Regions from separate parts of the Sus scrofa genome. Here regions 1, 2 and 4 are each linked to region 3. A link is a contact called in public HiChIP or PLAC-seq data. All regions are on one chromosome and are shown on one strand. Each heading gives the region's core, a stretch centred on a gene start, on an enhancer-like site or on the middle of the called end of the contact. The rest is flanking DNA. Distances are from core to core; before and after follow the strand shown.

Region 1 (3,270 bases), core at 348-2,847, 180 kb before region 3:
TTGCCCCAAGCGCACTTTCCATGGGGCATGTCTTTGCTGATTTTCCACTCGGTGAGAAACAGTCGAGACTTTCAAACTGCGTGGTTTTGAAGGCATGCTGGGTTAAGAATGTTTTCCTGTAACCCCTCGTGTTAGGTCCAATCCATGGATAGGTTCCCTCCTCTGATTCAGCACCAACAATTTTACCATTTGATACAGGTTAAAACGTCGTGTTATACAGTGCTCCTTTTACAACGGGAGGCAGAAAAGGAGCTTAGGAAAAGAAAAGCAGTTGACCAATTGGGAAGAACGGGATGCACCTCCTTTCTTGAAATTTGTGTTCAAAACCCCTTTGCAGTTTCTTGAAGGTAGAGTTGATTGCTGTCAATGCATTGCAGCCCCTTGTCATCATGCTCTGATGGGAAAAGTCCTGCTTTTTGTGTAAGGTAGCTACAGTTTCTGTTAACTGGGAATTTCCATGTGAAGAGACACGGCATCAGTGAGATGCGACATCAGTGAGACGCAGATCGTTTTGTCAACCTCGGCCCACGTAGCCAGTCCTGATCACTTACAGGGACTTGAGAACTATTGGTAGGTGTTGTCCAGGTTTCCATTGCTTTCCACCACCGGAGACTCCACATCTAATTTGTAGCCCCTAGCCGGACCTAGCCTGACTCGTTAGTTATGCATGGGGGTTAACATTCATCTTCTTTTAGCCCGGGACCCACCTGCAGAAAAGAGTTATGGGTTTTTGTCATTTATAGTTGAGTTCAACTGGACCGGATTTCCTTACCGCCTCTGGCTGAAACTGACTTGAGAGAATGACAGTTTTGCTTGGAGGGGAGGAGGAGACATCCGTAAATCTGGGAATGTAAAAGTGATTTGCAGAGGACAGCCCCAGTCTGCTCCTTTCCATCCTGTCTCCAGCCCCCCAAGGTAGGAACCCTGTCCCTAGAGAGAGGGAGAGAGTGTGTGTACACCGAGAGGAAGCTGACCCCCTTGGATACACAACCTTGTCGGGTGCCCCGCGAGAAAGATGTAGGCCTGGAAAATGAAGGATGTGGGGGAGCCGCCCTTGCCTGACTTCTTCCTGGCATCCCACATAGGGTGTCCGTTCTTGCGTATCTCCTGGGAGACAGGGCTGGGCTCCTGACTTGCCTGAGCAAGGAATTCAGGAATGGACATTCAAGCCACCCTCTGCCCCCAGCTCCTCCCACATACATCTCTCTTGACCACCCCGACTTTCTAGGTGCAATACAGAGAGCTAGCCAGTAAGGTCCATCTTCCACCAGCCTCTGACTTTCCACCTTTCAAGGAGACACATATATTGCCCATGAAGTCATGTGTCTGTTTGGCCCTTCCTCTGAGGCTGGTCTTGTCTGATGGTCTCCCCGGGGGCTTGACCCGGTTTTTTTTGCCCCCGCCCCCGATGACCTGGGATTTTCCCCTTTCTTCCCCCACGACCATGGACAATTTGGTGCCTGTGTTCTGAGCCCTTGATATTTCTGCTTTTGACTGGAGTCTATTCTGGTAGACTGGGCACTGCAAAATGAGTCAGTTCCTGCAGTTTGGTTACAAGTTCTCAAAAAGTATTTCAGAATGTGGATGTGGTCAGCAGAGTCATTTTCCAGGCATCTAAAAGGAAACCCACATCAACTGTAACAATCGAGCTGCGAACCGATGGCCCTGTACCTGCCCTCACATCTGAAAGGAAAATTCTCCTTTGCGCTTGCAAATCACATGTGAGCTGTCTCTGTTGGCACAAACAGCGTGATAGAGGTTCTGGCCTTTGTCCCTATTTTTTGAACGTGTGCGCTAGTTGGACACACATAAAACTGACTTTTGTGGGCTGGAATCTTACAGGATTCAAACACAATTAGTACAAAGTGTGAAATGTGGGTTAGAGACAGAAACCTGGAGAGTTTCAGCTAATGCCTGGAGGAAGAACTAAGGTGTTTTAGATTCTAGCAGAGTTCATGGAACTATAATTGTTTACTAGCAAAGTTCTGAACCTATGTAGAATTAGCAGCGATACTGATAAAGAAAATTCAGTTCTTTTCAAGCTTTCAGAGAATTTCAAGTTTGACGTAACATCGAGAGAATAGTTCCATTCAGCCTAGGCTTCAGGAAATAACCATCGTGAAGTTTTTATCCTCTGGGGTAGCTGTGAATGAAGCAAAATGTTGACTGAGTGCTTAGTTGCCAGTCTTGCACCACCCAATACAGTGGATGGAGTTTTCAATAATAAGAAAGAAAACAACATGGGAAAAAATGGGCAAATGGTTTGAACAAACACTTCACTAAAGCAGGTACCCAAATGACAAATATGCCCTGGAAAAGATGTTCCGTGTCATTAGCCAGTAGGAAAATGCAAATCCAAAGGACAGTGAGCTACCACTACGCACCTATTTGAATGGCTGCAATGAACAAGCCTGACCATACCGAGTCTTGGGTAAGTTTTCAGAGGATCTAGAACCCTCATGATACAGGTAGATAGAAATGTCAACTGGTACCAACATCTTGGAAGATAGTTTGGCAGTTTCTGAAAGTGTTAAACTCACACCTGCCCTTTGATCCAGATCCACGCCTAGAAAAAGAAAGCACATGTGCGTATGAAGCCTTGTACATCAATGTTTACAGCAGCTTTAGAAGTAATAGCTAAAAATTGGAAGCAACCCCAATGTCCACCTCAGGTGAATGGATCAACAGATTGTGGTGTATCCATAGGATGGATTATACTCAATAATGACAAGGAGTGAGTTATTGATATAGCCAACAACACAGATGGCCCCGCGTGAAGTGAAAAAAAAAGCCAGGACCCCCCCCCCCCAAAGTGCATACTGTATGGTTCCATTTATAGAAAATTCTAGAAAATGCAAATAAATCTCTTATGACAGAAAGCAGATCAGTGGTTGCTTGGAGTGGGGAGGTAAGGGGGCGCAAATGGGAGTGATTACAAAAGGACGTGAGGAAACTTTGGGGCTGGTGGATAATTTCACTATCTTGGCGGTGGTGATGGTTTCAGGGGTGTGTATGTATGCCAGAATTTATCAAGTGGCAGCTTTAAATATGTGCAGTTTATTGTGTGTTAGTTCTTCCTCAATTAAAAAAAAAAAAAGAGCGACCATTTTATAGATGGAGAGGTTTAAAAATGGCCTCATTTGGCCAACTGAAAACTTAGCCTCTCTTAAGGGGGAAAAAACCCAATGAAGTTTTAATGGTTTGGGGATAGGAATGTAACCTTCTAGTACAGACGAGAAACCAAAGTTAAAATGTACACATGATAAATGC
Region 2 (3,467 bases), core at 556-3,055, 230 kb before region 3:
CCTTCCTCAATTCAGTACAGCTATTCTCTAAAGGCCAAATAGACCATTCCATGGCGATCCAGGATGGCACACGCCCGTGTGGAATGAAAAGTCCCTATGAAAGGACAGGTTACTTTAATATTATGAGCATTTGTCATGCTTATTGGGAAAATGGGGAGATGCAGATGTTGATTTCTGTGTATTACTGGCGGAATCCTTACCTGTGCCGTTTGTTTTACTTGCTTGTGTATCATGGCTGCGCCAAGCTGCTCAAAGGATGGCCAGGAAACCCCACACTCAGGTGGGACCAGCCTTTGCTCTGGGGTCTGTGTGATGTCCTGCCCTGAAAAGGGGGAAATGGAGGCGATTTGGTTCTGGCGAATATTTCGCGTCTGTGTCCAAAGGCGGGGGGCCGTGGATTAGAGCGCGAGAGCCATGAGGATAGATTCTCTAGAAGGAGCATGCTGTTGACTTGGGAAGAAAAGATGTGGGTGCATGATAGGTCAGGAAGGATCAGGATAGTGAGTGTGTAGCACAAGTTCAAGGAGCTCCTGTGGTTGGAGAAGGTCTCTGGGGGGAGCCTCTGCTTTGAGGTGGTTGAGTGTGGACAGAGAGAGGAGGCAGCGCGAACTTTCAAGGGCTCTGCATTGCTCAAGGCAGAGATGCTTTTTCACTCGGTGCAGCTTGAATTGATGGCAGATTTGGGAGGTCTTAGCAGATAAGGCTGAAAAGATAAGTTGAAATGATTGTATCAGGCCTTAATTGACAGATACATTTTATTTTATTTTATTGGGTTTTTTTTTTTTTTTTTTTTGGCTTTTGAGGGCCACACTCGCAGCATATGTAAGTTCCCAGGCTAGGGAATCGAATCGGAGCTACAAGTGCCGGCCTACACCACAGCCACAGCAATGCAGGATCTGAGCCACGTCTGCGACCGACACCACAGCTCACGGCAATGCTGGATCCTTAACCCACTGGGCGAGGCCGAGGATCAAACCCACAACCTCATGGTTCCTAGTCGGATTTGTTGCCACTGTGCCACAATAGGAATTCCCATCAGGTTCCTGATTTATTCTCCATTCCCCACCTGTGGTTACCAGAAATCGTTCTAGACCCGGATCTTTTTGTCAAAAGAAAGAATGGTGTCCATTTGCTAGTTTACTGTGTGAATTCATAAAGAATTTGTGTGAGCTATTTTGAAATCAATTTTTTTTTTTTTTTTGTCTGTTGTTGTTGTTGTTGTTGCTATTTCTTGGGCCGCTCCCGCGGCATATGGAGATTCCCAGGCTAGGGGCTGAATCGGAGCTGTAGCCACCCACCGGCCTACACCAGAGCCACAGCAACGCGGGATCCGAGCCGCGTCTGCAACCTACACCACAGCTCACGGCAACGCCGGATCGTTAACCCACTGAGCAAGGGCAGGGACCGAACCCGCAACCTCATGGTTCCTAGTCGGATTCGTTAACCACTGCGCCACGACGGGAACTCCTGAAATCAATTTTTAAGAACTGATTCTTGTATTTTGATTACTGCATAACTCTATCTCCCGTATTATTCTTCTTCAACAATAATATGCAAAATACATTTTTCATCCTAAGGGTTAAAAGTCAGTGTCACCTTTTTGAGAGAAGAAATCTGACTCTGCACACCTTTTATTAATGGGGCTATGGTCACTGTTCAAAGCACATATGAGCACAAAACAAAATGCCCAGCAGCATTTCTCGTGTCTGGTTACTCATCTTTTAAATGTTGCAAAATACCAAAGGGATAGGAAAACCAGAAAGGGCCGGCGGGCGGGGGGGGAGTTGGTGGTTTAAAAAATATAGTGACTAACTGACTGACTAATACCAGTGAACTCATCATGAGTAACAACAGTGAATTTAGAAGGGATATAAGTAGAAGGAGAACTATTTAAAGATTGCTCTAATACAAAAGGCAGCCAAACTGCTCACACGTAAGGATTCCCTCTGGGAAATCTGGAAGTAGTTCGGGTCACCCCTACAGTTCTGTTTCTCCTTTCTATGGAAGGGTCCTGTTACGGAAGTCAGATGGATTTCTTTCAAATACGGTTCCTTTTCCACTGGTTTCCTGGGGGGCAGATGCGCTTGCTCGTGGTTTTGCATTGAAGCAATGCCACAGGTGTCCAGGGTTCATTAAGCAAGAACAACCATGGATTTCAGAATATTTGGTGGTGGTGTCTGTAAACTAGAAACGCAAAAGCTTGAATTTCTTTCTTTCTTTTTTTTATTGGCCATACCTGAGGCATATGAAGTTCCTGGGCCAGGGATCAAATCCGAGCTGCAGATGCAACCTGCATGGCAACCGTGGCCAAGCCGGATCCTTTAAGCCACTGTGCCGGCCCGGGGAATCGAGCCTGCGCCTCTGCAGCGACCTCAGCTGCTGCTGTTGGATTCTTCACCCATGGCGCCACAGCGGGAACTCCTAAATTTATTTTCTCAGGTTTTTTTTCCCCTCCCTGATCCTGGTATAAAAGTGTAAGAACTGACAAACCATCCTTTTCATAAACATAGATGCAGTCTTTTTTCAAGAGGAAAGATGATAGGCTCTAGACAGAGCAAAACCACAACTGACCAAAACGTGCAGAGACAGGGTAGTCTGTGGTGGACTTGCCAGTGATTTGAGTGTTAATCAGAAAATGTTTTGTTTCCATTCTTATTGAAAATATTTTTAAATGTTAACTTCTTTTCCTTGAAGCTCCTTTTCCCAATAGTACTTGACCCCCAGGCCAGGTAAGGGGATTTGCTATCTTTTTCTATCATAGCATCTGTCTTGGGAACCAAAAATAATAATGATACTATAATGATTATTAAGTGGTCTCTTGTCCCATTAGAATTAAACTCCCTAAGAACAAGGGCACCATGTGGGTTAATATTGTAATACCAGCTCCCATCTAACCCATTGTCTGGCATGTAGACACTTACTATTTGATCAAAGAAATAAGATAATGAATCAGGAGTTCCCGTCATGGCGCAGTGGTTAACAAACCTGACTAGGAACCATGAGGTTACAGGTTCGATCCCTGGCCTTGCTCAGTGGGTTAAGAATCCAGTGTTGCCATGAGATGTGGTGTAGGTCACAGATGCGGCTCGGATCCTGCATTGCTATGGCTGTGGTGTAGGCCGGAGGCTACAGCTCCGATTGGACCCCTGGCCTGGGAACCTCCGTATGCCGAGGGATTGGCCCTAGAAAAGGCAAACACACACACACACAAAGATCATGAATCATACATTAAAGGTGGGTTTATCTAGCTGTGTCTTGAGGGTTATGTATGATGTCATTTATGATTTTTTTTTCTTGAAAAAGACATCAAACTCAGCTATACCTAGGGCATGACTGGATATTCAAATTTTAGCTAAAATCTTTAAATGAGCTTATTTTCCCATTTTTTTTTCCTCTTAAGCTTTGTTTCCTCTCACTTGAGTGACTCTTAAATTTTATATTTTACATATAAAATTTATATGAAATGG
Region 3 (3,473 bases), core at 450-2,949:
ATGTTTGGCCTATCTACTGCTGTGTAACAAACAAACTTAAAAATTTTTGAGTTCCCATTGTGGCTCAGTGGTAAGGAACCCGCGTGGTATCCATGAGGACACAGTTTTGATCCTGGCCTCGCTTAGTGGGTTAAGGATCCAGCGTTGCCTTGAGCTGTGGTGTAGGGCACAGATGCAGCTCCTATTTGACCCCTAGCCTGGGAACTTCCATATGCTATGGGTGCAGCCCTAAAAAGACAAAACATATGTATATAATTATCTCTCATGGTCCCACAGGTTGACCAAGCTCAGGGAGGTGATGTTGGGTTCTCTCAGGGGGTGGTAGTCAGACAGATGGAGCCATCTGAAGGCTCTCCTCAGCTGAATGTCCACGATGGCTTCTTTGGTCACGCATCTGGCCAGTCAGCAGGGATGCCTGAAGCAGCCTGGGGCTGACCAGGCATTTCTCTCTCCATCCAGCCTCTTCAGGTGACAGCTAGAGCTTCCTGAAAGCATAGCAGACTCAAGTAGTCACACTTCTTACATGGCAGCTGTCTTCTCCCAGAGTGAATGTTCCAAGAGACTCAAGGAGAAGCTGCAAGGCTTCTTTTGACTTCAGAAGGGACCACACAACGATGTGAATGCCGGGAGGTGCAGTTCATTTGCGGGAGGGCGGGGAGGTATCTTTGGAAACTCACGACTGCAGGAAGGAAAGTGGGACCTGCAGCTAAAGTCAATGTAGGTGTTAGTCCACTGGCTGGCAGGACTCTATTTTCAGCAAATGTGATTGCTTAAAATACAGCCTCTTTTTTTTTTTTTTTTGGTTAAGCAGAGCAGATCCGAGCCCCTCTTAATGACACAAGACAAAAAGAAAAACGTTGAACTTAGAAGACTCGTATCTCTCTAGACACTATTTAATCACCCATTTATTGGAGCCTGCGGTAATAGCTCAGGCTTTGTTCTGTCGGGGGGCTGGAGGCAGACTTGCCACCACTCTAGGGCGGACAAGCCAAAAAACAGGTGAGTCCCTCTTGCATGAGTCACTGCAGTAGGAGCAGATGACTACCCAGCTCTGGGCTGGCAGGACTACCTGCTCCCTTTCACACACAACGTGCTCCCCCGCAGCCTGCAGCATACCTTGTACGCTTTCAGAAATGCATCAAACACGTGCAGGGAGACATCCGAAGGCTTTTCTTTCCAATGAGAGAGACATTTTGTGAAGTCTTTGGCAGCAGGCTGGCTGGCAAAGTCAGCTGGCTGGCACACTTCTCCCGCATCGAGTTATGGCACTGCCACCTCGACTCTGGAGAGTTTCGAAATTTCAATTTGCACACCCTGTAAGATGTGAGTCATGCGGATCGCAAAGGAGGAGGAGGAGGAGGAGGCGGCCATCTGCTAGTCATGAGCAGATGACAAATACCCTGTGCTGCGAATTTCCATCCTCATTTCACAATATTTAAGTAAACACATTTTGTAACCATTTTTTTTTCAGAGTTCCTTAGTGCTTTAAATGGACTTTTTTTTTATTTTTTTATTTTTATTTTTTTGGTATACAGAAGCCACCTTTTCTCCTCTAAACAATTATATTACCAAAATGACACTGAAGGAAACCACGGCAAAGTGCTGTCTGTTGAATGACCGGAACAAAAAGAATCCACGTCTGAATCGAATGGTTAAGCCTCGTGTCAATTCAGACCCACTGGGCTATAGGTTTACAGGGCTGCGCGCTCCGTCATGCACAGCTCCATGGCGACCTCTGCTGTCTGCAGGCAGGAATCCCAGCAAAGACAAAGGGTTTCCAGATAACATCTATTTATTTCACATTTCAGTATACTGTATTATGGGAAGGAAAGAAATGGAAGAAGGAAAAGATAGATGCTCTCCCCTTAAATGATAAGAGACGGATTACATCCATAAAAGAACTGGGAACCAAAGCAAGATCTAATTTTGGGTTGGCTTCAAGCTGTGCAACATGGTTCAGAGGGAAGCTTATTCATTTCTTCCCCACCTTTATCTGAAGAAGCCTACAAGAACAGGAAAAACATAGTAAAATAGAAATTTCAGATTACAGAGACAAGGGAATGCAAATATGCTCAAAACAAAGGTCAGGGTCTGAAGGAGTTTCCTATTTGGCTCTGAGCATCCTAAAAGCCAGAAGGGGAAAAAAAAAAAAAAAAAAAGCAGGATGGATTGCCTAGACCTTACTATGATGATGAAGAAAGACTGACATTTCTCAAGTGGAATCATTTTTCTTGGTGTTAATTCTGAAGGAAATTCCCAGGGGGGTTCAGTGACCTACCCCAGGTGGTATAAGGGTTGAGGATGCTCCTTAGAATTTGTCTGGCTGCTGCAGGACCAGACTTGGTAGGGCTGTTTCTTTTCACTTTTGTGAGAAAGAAAGGGTGTGCCATCGAGAAAATGAAATACAGCCTGCTGACAAGCAGAGAAAGTGAGAAACGGTCCTGCTGGCAGCCAGGTCTCAATTAGTATAACAGTGCTGCGACAAGGTCACTCCAAGATCATATTGGGAACACGATAAAAATAAAGCCACTCAGTAATCACACACGCGCGCACACACACACACACACACGAATGATGAAACATCCTCCTCCTCTGATTAAAACAAGTGACTGCCATTCCTTTACCAGTGACAATCCCAGCCTTGTTTGTCCTATGTGAAATCTGTGGAGATGCCAAAACATTGAATGGCCCCTGCTCTTGAGAATGAGCGCTGCTTCCCCAATTTCTCTTGGAGTAAACTCAAGTCCAGCCAGAGGGTCCCTGACTGCTCCCCCTTTCCAAGGCATTCTGGGCGTCCCTGGTACACGTTCTCATTTGCTGCAAGGAGCTCAATGATGGCTAGTGTGTTCCTGGAGGTCGTTGGTCAGTGGGCTTTCAAAGCAGTGACGGACTACACGGGGAAGGTGGTTCTAAGAGGATCTAAACTAATATAACCAAGTCCGTATTTCTGTTCTCTGTCGTGTACGAGGACAGAGGACAAAATCCCTACTGGAGAAGAATGGCTTTTCCCATAGACCACTTCCTCTAAACGTTCCTCGGCTAGTCCTGGCTGTCAGTATCGGATCACTTGCAGAGAGTGGACGATCCTGTGCTCCCTGGAGGTCCGGGTGAATGAGCTGGTATTCTGTTCCTGGTTGAGAGCAGATCCCATCTTTTATTTAACCCCTGATGACTCCCTGGTCAATCAAATATCTTCCCACTGTAGCAGATCCTGCCACTGTTCTTACGCCTTCTGTCTTTCCTTTGAACTCCTCACCCAGCTAGAACTTGACTTCTAGCAGCCCATTAGCAAACCCGAAACCAAGTCACCCCACAGACGCAGAGACCCAGAAGTGCCTGGGAGGCCTTTGCCCTAAGGCCCTTGGCCAATGACTGGTTGAAACAGCAAAGCCCACCTCCCTTCAAGTCCCATCAGCTCTTGAATATAATTAACTTTCCAGAGCTCCTTGCAGTGGGGCTGAGACTGGGTTTTG
Region 4 (3,231 bases), core at 243-2,742, 140 kb before region 3:
AGCAGTTAGCGGACCCAACTAGCATCCATGAGGATGCAGGTTTGATCCCCGGCCTCTCTCAGTGGGTTAAGGATCCTGCGTTGCGGTGAGCCGTGGTGTAGATCGCAGATGAGGCTCGGATTCTGCGTTGCTGTGGCTGTGGTGTAGACTGGCAGCTGTAGCTCGCATTGGACCTGTAGCCTGGGAACCTCCATATGCAGCAGGTGTGGCCCTAAAGAGGCAAAAAAAACCAAAAACCAAAAACCAAAAAACAAAATAAATGAATAAACAAACTTGAGGTGGGGCTGAAGAACAGATCAAGGAAAGCCTCTCCTTAGAAGGATATATTTGAAAGGGGTATAGAAGAATGAGTAGCCTTTGCCAGGCCAAGATGGGAGGGAGGAGGCATTTGAGAGACAGGGAATGAACCAGGCCAAGGTAAGTGTGGCAAAAAAGTGAGTCCGTCTTCTAGAGTGGTGAAAAACTGCTGGAGCCTAGGGGCTGGAGAGGTGTGTGACTTGGTAGGAGATTTGGCTGCAGGAGTGGCTGGGGCCAGGCTGAGAAGAACTGTGAGTGCCAAGCCAAGGAGTCTGGATTTGGATCTTCCAATAACCTGAAGTTTCAGAGCAAGGAAGGGGCATGGTCGTTTGTGGGTCCTGGACTCTCTAGGAGAGGACGGTAGGAAGAGGGTTCTGCAGGAGGCTGCTGAAGCCATCCAAGAAAGGCTCTGTGGACTGATGGGAAAGACATTTCTGCAAGAGAATCTGCAGTGTGCCGTGACTAATTGCACACCAAGGATGAATGAGCCGGAGACCTGAGGATAAGTGCCTCTGGGTTTTCCAATTTGAGAGAATTGGCAAATGTCGTATCATTAACTAAGATGGAGACAGAAGACAGAATAGGTTTAAATTATCTCTTAGTCCCACTGAGTTTGGAATTTGGAATTTGTATGAGCCGTTTAGGTGGAGAGTTTTGGTGGCCAATTAGACCCCAAGAGAGAAGTCCGAGAGTCAATAGTTGCGGTTTAGAAGGATCAAGACTGGTTTGATCATAGCACATCAAAAAATGAGAAGGAAATTAATATGGTATTCTTATTTCCTGAAAAACTTTAATGAAGCATGTTGTACTTTAAATATCTTTCAAACAAAGATATTCATGCATGCCAATTTCTAAGTATCCCAGTGTAAGAGATAAAATTCTGCCATAATAGTCTCCCAGTGAGCAAAGGGATTTCAGGTATTCTAATCAGCCCTGGTGAATTCTAGAAGTGTCTGTGGCATAGCAGTATTCTTTAGTGAAAATGAAAATGTCAGACAAGAGATATACATGGTAATAGACTTTCTAAGCAGTGACCATTGGAAGAGAAAAGCAAGAAAGCAGACATAAGAAATCCTTAGGAGTCAGTGCTGAGCCCTTTTTCAGAGTTGCTATTTTAAGGTCAGTTCTGATTTAAATATTCCTGGTACTGAATAAACAGAGGAACTTGGGTCAGCCTGAGTCAGCCTCACACCCTCAACTGACTTCATCAACCAAGACATTCTGACTTGGCCATTTTATGAGCCTGTGAAAGTGAGATCTATTTGAGGAAGACGTGATTTGGTTTGACCTTCAAGCAATGGAAAAGCAAACACTTGCCCCTTCAGGAGGACTTCCTCAGAGGAAGCTCTGCCTCAGACAGTAGAAACCCGCTGGCATTTCTCAGGCTCCTGAGATGTCAGTAATGTTGCTGACAACGTGTGTCTTCATGAGAACTCTTTGTTGGAGCAGTAATGGTGGACACCTTTGTTGGTGCCAGGTAGTCTGAAGTTCTTACCAAGTTCTTTCCTTCCCTAACTCTCCTGGTCCAAGGTGAGCAATGTCGAGAATCATGAGAAGGAAACTCTCTTCTCCAAGGCGACAAGATCTGAGCAGAGAGAATGAAGAACTCACATTTCTTGGATCCTAATCCAATACCCCCGAACATGACAGGGTCCCATGCCTTTATCCCAAGGTCAGACATCCGAAGTCAAAACATTAAACGTCAAACATCAAATAGTCAAACATCAAAAGTCAAGCATGATACTCAGTTTTCAGACTGAGACAAGATGTGTGTGTGTGTGTGTGTGTGTGTGTGTGTGTGTGTGTGTGTGTGTGTGTGTCTTTCAGGGACGTAGCAACATCAAGAACCTTCCTGTTTTTCAAGTGCCACCTAGAATGAATGATTCTTCAATGCACCATAGATGACAAAGTGGCCAGGATTTGCAATCCCACACCTTAAAATTTTTCTTTTTCATATGATTGTCAGTGGACATTTAAAAATGCAGTAATAAACTCTCTTCAGGAACCTCTATACTTGCAAACATATTCCTGAGAGGAGATAATGGTGCCACTTATTCCAGAATGATTGGAAGGTATTTGAAAAGGTAGACGTTGAGCTTCAGAGAACTTAGAAATTCTTGGTAAGTGGGGCCTGTCCTTAGAACCCAGGGCTTTCCAACTGCTGGGAAGAAAAGTGCTAAAACACGATGAAAGATAGTATGAGAAAAAGAATGTGTGTATATATATGACTGGGTCACTGTGCTGTGTAGCAGAAATTGATACAACGCTGTAAATCAACTCTACTCTAATAAAGAAAAAAAAAGACAGTGAATAGCAGCTATAGGCCACACCTATAAATGTCCAGTGCAAGTCTTCCACAATGAACCTGATGGACATGCCCAGATTGCTCAGTGGAGCAAAAGCCTTGAGCCCTTTGTATCCAAAATAAACTCTGGGTAATGGTGAGTCATCTTAAGGATGTGATAGCAAAGGTTAGAGACAAGGAGTTCACACTCAAAAGACCACCACCCTTATCCCAAACTGCTACTGATCTCTGACCTTCTACCACCAGTCACGTCCCAGCCTCCTCCTTCTTGGAATTCACGGAAGAAAAATAGGTGCGACCACCAGGTTGTGAATTCATTAACCAAGCTTGTTCCCTAGTTATTATCTGAGCCATTGGTTGGTAAAGGAGAAGGTAAGGAGCCCCAAATAAAACTCCGTCTCCTTTGCAGTTCTTCTTTATTTCTTTTCTTTGCTTTTTTGTCTTTTTAGGGCCACACCCACGGCATATGGAGGTTCCCGGGCTAGGGGTCCAATCGGAGCTATAGCCTCTGGCCTACACCACGGCCACAGCAATGCCAGATCTGAGCCGTGTCTGTGACCTACACCACAGCTCACGGCAACGTGGATCCTTAACCCACTGGAGAGGCCAGGGATCGAACCTGCATCCTC

The links. HiChIP or PLAC-seq counts read pairs in DNA pulled down with a chosen protein or histone mark.
Region 1: a contact with region 3 is called in an H3K27ac HiChIP or PLAC-seq map of alveolar macrophages. The contact joins two enhancer-like sites. A contact is called at or near these places in 8 of 47 Hi-C or Micro-C datasets (embryonic fibroblasts, epiblast stem cells, fibroblasts and 4 more) and 1 of 2 datasets of contacts at active chromatin or transcription factors (alveolar macrophages).
Region 2: an H3K27ac HiChIP or PLAC-seq map of alveolar macrophages shows a contact between it and region 3. The contact joins two enhancer-like sites. A contact is called at or near these places in 1 of 47 Hi-C or Micro-C datasets (embryonic fibroblasts) and 1 of 2 datasets of contacts at active chromatin or transcription factors (alveolar macrophages).
Region 4: a contact with region 3 is called in an H3K27ac HiChIP or PLAC-seq map of alveolar macrophages. The contact joins two enhancer-like sites. A contact is called at or near these places in 2 of 47 Hi-C or Micro-C datasets (alveolar macrophages and embryonic fibroblasts) and 1 of 2 datasets of contacts at active chromatin or transcription factors (alveolar macrophages).

Annotation. Positions count from the first base shown.
Region 1 is chrX:40,582,343-40,585,612 of Sscrofa11.1, reverse strand. No RefSeq gene overlaps it. Among named protein-coding and RNA genes, the nearest start is that of MIR222, 12 kb to the right of the region's middle. Within about 2 kb of position 1,597, at least 11 of the 83 cell types and tissues checked have an H3K27ac peak or open chromatin away from gene starts, as enhancers often do. A contact at or near this core is called in alveolar macrophages, where this site is marked.
Region 2 is chrX:40,637,494-40,640,960 of Sscrofa11.1, reverse strand. All of the region lies in intron 3 of LOC102166369 (a long non-coding RNA gene), which reads left to right. Among named protein-coding and RNA genes, the nearest start is that of MIR9859, 19 kb to the left of the region's middle. Within about 2 kb of position 1,805, at least 8 of the 83 cell types and tissues checked have an H3K27ac peak or open chromatin away from gene starts, as enhancers often do. A contact at or near this core is called in alveolar macrophages, where this site is marked.
Region 3 is chrX:40,404,162-40,407,634 of Sscrofa11.1, reverse strand. No RefSeq gene overlaps it. Among named protein-coding and RNA genes, the nearest start is that of MIR221, 170 kb to the left of the region's middle. Within about 2 kb of position 1,699, at least 15 of the 83 cell types and tissues checked have an H3K27ac peak or open chromatin away from gene starts, as enhancers often do. A contact at or near this core is called in alveolar macrophages, where this site is marked.
Region 4 is chrX:40,543,437-40,546,667 of Sscrofa11.1, reverse strand. No RefSeq gene overlaps it. Among named protein-coding and RNA genes, the nearest start is that of MIR221, 26 kb to the left of the region's middle. Within about 2 kb of position 1,492, at least 3 of the 83 cell types and tissues checked have an H3K27ac peak or open chromatin away from gene starts, as enhancers often do. A contact at or near this core is called in alveolar macrophages, where this site is marked.